Linked DNA regions of Mus musculus: region 2 is linked to region 1. A link is a contact called in public Hi-C data. All regions are on one chromosome and are shown on one strand. The core of a region is the stretch at or near the end of the contact, and the rest is flanking DNA. Distances in the headings are between cores, read along the strand shown.

Region 1 (3,150 bases), core at 626-3,125:
TGTGACCATTGCATCTGAGGGAAACAGGTTAAGAAAAGCACAGGTTGGTTGTTGTTGTTGATGATGGTGGTGGTGGTGGTGGTGGTGGTGGTGGTGGTGGTAGTGGTGGTAGTGGTGGTAGTGGTGGTGGTGGTTGTTTTGTTGTTGCTATTGTTGGTATTGTTGTTGCTGCTGATGAGGGTTCAGTCACCATGGTAGTAGAAGCATACCATGGAGGTTAGTCACATCCTAGTGGACCAAGAAACAGAGAGAGTTAGATAGGAACCAAGGGCCTGGTGTAAACTTCAAGGCCAGCCCTCAGTGACCTACTGCCACCACAAAGGCCTCTTTGCCACCTAAATATTTCACAGCCTCTCAATACAGTGCTGCTACCAGTCAGGAGACAAATGCTCTCAATATGAGGCTTTGGGGGGTCAAAGGAAGAGTGGTATGGCTTGAATTTGAAATGTGCCTGACTGGCAATTGTCTCTCTTGGGTGTTAGCATATGAAAGCTAAGAGTTGCTACCCTCACAAATCAAGGAAGCAGCTAGGCTGTGCCCTGCTGACTCACAGCTATAATCCTGCTACTCAAGAGGCTAAGCAGGGGATAGCCACAAGTTTGAGACAAGCATGGGCTACAAACAAGTTCCAGACCAGCCTCCCTCCAAAAACAATAAGGAGGTAGACCCTATAGTGAATTAGAAAAATAAGGACAGTAAGTATGTTTAGTATCTACTGGCTATGGGTATGGGGAATAGCTACTTTCATGGGCAACTTCCACCTTCCCATAAGCCAGTTTGGCTCTGTGTATTGATAGTGCTGAAGCACGCATGCTCTTCAGCTCCAAGGCTGTGCTTTTAGGAACATGTCTTAAGTGCACAGACAGCTATCTAACTCACCTAGAAAGTGGTCAGTGCAGCAATGTGCATAATAGCAAACATCACAGTGATCAGTTAAATGACAGACATGGGAAAAATGAAATTATACCCGGAATTTAATGAAATTACATCCAGAATGTCTAGTAAACACTTACTGGACCTTTTCATGGGCCAGACACTGCACTAAAGATTTATCATGTACTGCTCAATTTAGCTCTGAAAACACTTACCAAGGAGATGTTATTATTATGGCTATTTTCCATGGGAGTAAATGGTAACCTGGAGATATGAAGTCACTCGTTCAGGCCCCTACAGTTAGTGAAAGACAGCCCCAAAGGTGGTTACTAAGGCCTTGCTTGCGATGGGTGGCTATCTGCCTCCATATCCAAGGTATTGGGTGTGGACTCTGAAAGATACAAAGGTCCCCTGGGGTCCGAACAAGTTCACTGAAGAGACAGGTAGCAAGATGACATTTGACATGAACACATTTCTGTGATGTGCATACCATATGACACACTTGAGCGGTCTATCTTTCTGTGTACATACGCATGACCGAACAGTCCCATTTGCACTAGGGCTAGGGTAACTTATATGCCAAGCTGCATCGGGGTAACTGGGTCATGGGATGTTGGAGGTATCTCTGTCCCTACTTCCCTGCTGGGTGGACTAAAATGAGATGAGTCACCTGAGCAGTCATGGTTTTTTTTCTTGTTTTGTTTTTTTGTTTTTCAGAAACACTTTTGAACCTTGGAGTTCAGAAGCTGTTACCTACCCCCTACCTGGTCTCATCTTCTGTTTCTAGGTAAGAAGGTAAACCCAGAAAAATCAAGTAGGCGTGTTATAGTCACTTGGCCAATCGGCAGCAGACACAGAAGGGGGCAGACATCTGCCTACTTCTGGTCCTGACTCTTGCCGCTGCCCTCATTCGCTCACGAAGGCACCTGGCAGTGGCCCCTTGAACAGTGAAGCATGATGGGACTCTGCACATTATCCCATGTACCTATCTTCCCACCATCCAGCTCTCTGCTCCAAACATTCCAAGCCCTCCCTTGGTGCCAGGGAGCCAAAAGGCCCGGAGAAAAGATACCCAGCCTGGCTCATTACTCGGCCTCCAGACACTTCTAGATGCTTTTCTATAAGCCAGTGGTCTGAATGGGAGTGTGCCTCAGCTCCCAGCAACACCTTCCAACTGTGCCCTGTGGAGATGCTGACTTCATTAGAGAGGCCCACACCAGAGCTTCTGTGACACTAACAGATCCTCTCTAGTGAAGAACAGTAGTCTGCATTATGTTTTCGAGCATTGGCGTTTTATCCAGGACCTGGATATAATTACTTTCATCCTGTCTGCTGGTAGTAGGAACAGATGTAGCACTCTCTGCCAGACGCCTTGAAGTGACCCATGTTCATCCCCAGCTGCCACCTCCGGTCCCACAGAGATGAACAGGAAGAGGAGGTCCCTGGATGCTCCACCATGCTGCAGACCGTCTGGCCTCCTGCACGCAGGGCACGCAGAGCCCAAGGCTGGTCAGAAAGAGAACAAGAACAGAAGAAAGTCTGTAACCTGCTGGAGATCCAGGGCCAGGAACTGGCCATTGCCTGTGAAGGGCACTCTAGTCCCTAGGAAGCCTCAGGAGAGCACAGTTGTCAGGGTTGCAGAAAAGTTATGAAATGTGTCTTGTTCTTCGTATCCCCACACAGAGGCATGAAGTGCCTCGGAAGACCTTCTTCTTGGAAACAAGAAGAGTCTGACAGATCCCCCTTGGCTCCGCCTCCACAAATTAAACTGGAAAGAGGGGCTAGGACACTGTGGCTGGCTTTTTTTTTCTCTCTGCTTTCTCTCTTACGAGGGATGAATGACAAGATAGTATCTTCATTTTGGATCAAATGAGGACAAGGGAGAAGAGACACAAAGGACAGCCTAGAAGGCTCCACCAACCATGACTACCAAGCGGGATGAGTTGTCACAGGCAAGCCAGCATCCCTCTCGTAGAGTAAAACCCAGAAACATGATATTATCCAGAAGAAAATAGAAAACTCACACAATGAAATGGGATACAGTGATAGAAACAGTGCATAAAAGAATTAAAATGCTCTATAAAACCATGAACACTCTTGTGCCATGTTAGCAGTGATGTCAGCAGCTGCTCCCTCCAGAATGCTTTCCATTAAGTGGCACAATAGAACAATTTTCCCCCTTGTTGAATAGTAATAAAAGAGTTTTTAAATATGTGATTGCCTTTCTTGCTTTTTGACGTTGTTTATATTTGTTATATGTATCTATTAATACATAAG
Region 2 (3,324 bases), core at 76-2,575, 310 kb after region 1:
CTGGAGTTATGTCAAGGGGAATGATGCTTTGCCTGAGAACCATAGAGTTTCTAACAAAAACCCAGGGCCAGGAATGGGAAACCTGCCTTCAAATTCTTGGTCAGTGGAGCCAGAGAGACCCCCGAACAATACGCACTTTTACCATTTACCTTGGGTAAGCTCCTCTAGGTGAAGAGAACACACCTTCCCAACCTTGGCACTTGGAGGACTTGAGCAGGGGCTGACTGGAGGCCTCCTCCCTGAGGGCTCGCTCACAGACTTCAGAAGTGCTGTGTAAGCTGCCAAAGGACAGAAGCAATCAATAGTCCTATCTATCGTAAAATCCGTGAATCCCAACAATCCAGCTGGCAAGCCAGCCCCATGAATAGTGGCATCTTTATCTTGTGGGTAGGTGAGAGAGAACCGAGTGGACACGGAGGACACACAATGGTAATTAAAGAATGGATCATGGATTTAAGAGGGAGCTGGGGGAGATGGGAATATAACACTCAGGTATGAATTTCACAACAGAAAAAAAAAACTTCCCTTTCTACTAAATAAATAAATTTTCCCCAATTTAGGCTCCAAACTCCTGAGAAAAGAGCATGAGAGATTCTTTGTAGCCTGTATTTGGCTTAAGCAACCTCGGGGATCAATGCTATCAGGCTTTCTGTAGGTGAAGAGTAGCAGGGACAGGAAGAATGAGCTCAAGAAAAACCTACCAAGCAGCTAGGTTATTCCATCTATATTTATTAAACAAATGGGTTTAGTACTTACCATAAAATTTAAAAATGTCATAAAAACCAGTTGTCTCTGTCATTTTCTATTGCTACGACTAAACACCTAAGACCAAGAAATTTATAAAGATGAGAAATCTCTTTAGCTGCCAGTTCTGGAGGCCAGAAATCCAAGACTAGCAGCCACATCTGCTCAGTTTCGGATGTAGGCTCTCTTGCTAGATCGTAATGTGGCAGAGAGCATCCCACAATAGCACAGAGCAAGTGTGTTTTACAACACAGCCACTCCCTCAGCAACTTATGAAGCTGCAAAAGCTCCACCCCTTCAAGAGCCGTTAGCACAAGATTTTGGTTATTAAGTTTCCAACACACAAAATTTGGAGTGCACATTTGGTGCACAGCCTATCTTACACATTTATTATTTATTGACTCTTCACAGCGCTGTGGGCGAGCTCAACTGGGTAGTTCTGATTTGGGATTAGACAGCAGCTGGCATTAAACAGGAGGGAAAAACCAGATGGGCAACTGTCAAGGCTGAAGGTCGATGCTATCTGCTGGCTGCTGGAACACTGCTGGAAGCAGATTGCATGATATCAACCAGCCCACCTACAAATGATCTCACCTAGACCCAGTTCCTCAGTCTTGAAGATTACAGTCATGTCCTGAGAGGAAATGTCTCAAGAGCCAGGATTCCAAGAAATTCAGGAGGAGGCAACAAGATGCTTGCTGCATATTCAAAGAAAGACATCATAAAGATGTGCGTAAAGCACATGCGGTCGGGGGAGGGGGAGGCTGAAGCAATGACCTCATGGTCAAGTGTACTTGTTCTTGCAGAGAACCAGAGCTCAATTCCCAGCACCCACATGGCAGCTCACAAACATCTGTAACTCTAGACTAGGCCATATGTTAACCTCTGTAACCACCATGGCTACCAGACACATATGTGTATAAATATGGATTCAGGAAAAACACCCATACACATAAAATAAATAAATAGACACATACTGATTGATAGATAGATAGATAGATAGATAGATTAGATAGATAATAGATTTTTTTAGGAGTGTGGTTAAGGGAGGCATGGCTCCAGGGATGGAGAAATCTCTGTAATAAAAACAAAACAGATAGATGATAGATGCATGCATATTATTTATCATATGTAACACAACTATATTATTTCTACGTTACATATGAACATTAGATGAAGCACTTCACATACATTGTTTCATCGTATAAATGAATCTAGCAGGTAAGTATACTTTTTCCATTTTACCAAAGAAGCTTCTGGACTTTAAAGAACTTAAGTTGGCAACCTGAGATTACCAAGCCATACTTTCCATCTCTGGAATCCAAGCACTGCACCGTCTGCCCTTATTAACTCAAAGATGTCCACTAGCTAGCTTTACTTTCAACATGCAAAACTGTTCTAGGCAGCACCCGTGGAATTAGGGATGAGAACAGCGATATGGCCTCTGCCTCCGAAGCTCTCAGTATTGTTTTAAGCAGGTACAAAGCAGTCTTTGTGCAAGTAGAATGACCTGAGTTCCCAGTTCAGATCCCCGGAATGTAAAAGCCAGACACTTTACCGCAAGACTGTAATCCCAGCAGTCTCACACGGAGATGGGAAACAGAAGAATCTCCCAGAAATCTTGTGAGCCATTTAGCCTGGAGTTGGCAGCATGGAGCCAAAGAGAGATGCCATAACAAGACGGAAGGCAAGAACTGATGCCCTCTGGCCTCTACTCAGATGCCCGCCGTGGTACGTAAACATTATCACACACAAACACATAAATACAACCATCGTGCATGTACACACACATAGTACAAAGACACACAAACAAAAAGAAATGCTAAAAGAGTTGCTAAGAAATTTTTTTAGCCGGGCGTGGTGGCACACGCCTTTAATCCCAGCACTCGAGAGGCAGAGGCAGGTGGATTTCTGAGTTCGAGGCCAGCCTGGTCTACAAAGTGAATTCCAGGACAGCCAGGACTATACAGAGAAACCCTGTCTCAAAAAAAAAAAAAAAAAAAAAAAACCAAAAAAAAAACAAAAAGGATTTTTTTAAAGCATCTTATTATATAACTCTGTGGTATGAGCCTGAAATCAATCCTAGTGCTTGAAAGCTAGAAATAGGAGATTGCCGATATCAACCAGCCTTGGCTACATAGTGAGGTCAGGATCAGCCTGAGCTACACAAGACCCTGTTTTGAAAGACAACAAAAAGATCTTAAGGTATGAAGTATGGCTGAAGAGGAAATTTTAAGGGTTGTTGGAAAGTCAGTTAGATGATGTTTTGCTGGGGCAAACACATGAAGGAACATGGACATGGGTGTGAGAGACTAAGGCAGACTCATGAAGGAACATTTCACTGAAGCAGACACTGGAGAGAGGATGTTCTGCTAAAACAAGCATATAAAAGGACACGTGATGAAGGTTTCTTTACTAACAACATACATGTATTGGTTCTGGTGGTGTACTGCAGTTTCTTGCTGCTTCCATGGACTCAGACTGATTGGATGCACGTGCTGAAGCAAGACGTTCTGAGGCAAGGCACATGGAGGACACGTGATGTTTGGAGGGTATAAATAGGACTCCACAGAGTAACAG

Evidence for each region. Hi-C and Micro-C count contacts between places; a contact is called where the count stands out from the background.
Region 2: a Hi-C map of the N1E-115 cell line shows a contact between it and region 1, with 3 times the contacts expected there. The contact joins two enhancer-like sites. A contact is called at or near these places in 1 of 15 datasets of contacts at CTCF or cohesin (the NIH/3T3 cell line), 1 of 484 Hi-C or Micro-C datasets (the N1E-115 cell line) and 1 of 115 datasets of contacts at active chromatin or transcription factors (large pre-B cells).

The regions. Positions count from the first base shown.
Region 1 is chr17:4,590,571-4,593,720 of GRCm38.p6, forward strand. No RefSeq gene overlaps it. Among named protein-coding and RNA genes, the nearest start is that of Gm34259, 20 kb to the right of the region's middle. Within about 2 kb of position 1,876, at least 2 of the 459 cell types and tissues checked have an H3K27ac peak or open chromatin away from gene starts, as enhancers often do. A contact at or near this core is called in the N1E-115 cell line, where this site is marked.
Region 2 is chr17:4,902,061-4,905,384 of GRCm38.p6, forward strand. No RefSeq gene overlaps it. Among named protein-coding and RNA genes, the nearest start is that of Gm34507, 4.6 kb to the right of the region's middle. Within about 2 kb of position 1,326, at least 5 of the 459 cell types and tissues checked have an H3K27ac peak or open chromatin away from gene starts, as enhancers often do. A contact at or near this core is called in the N1E-115 cell line, where this site is marked.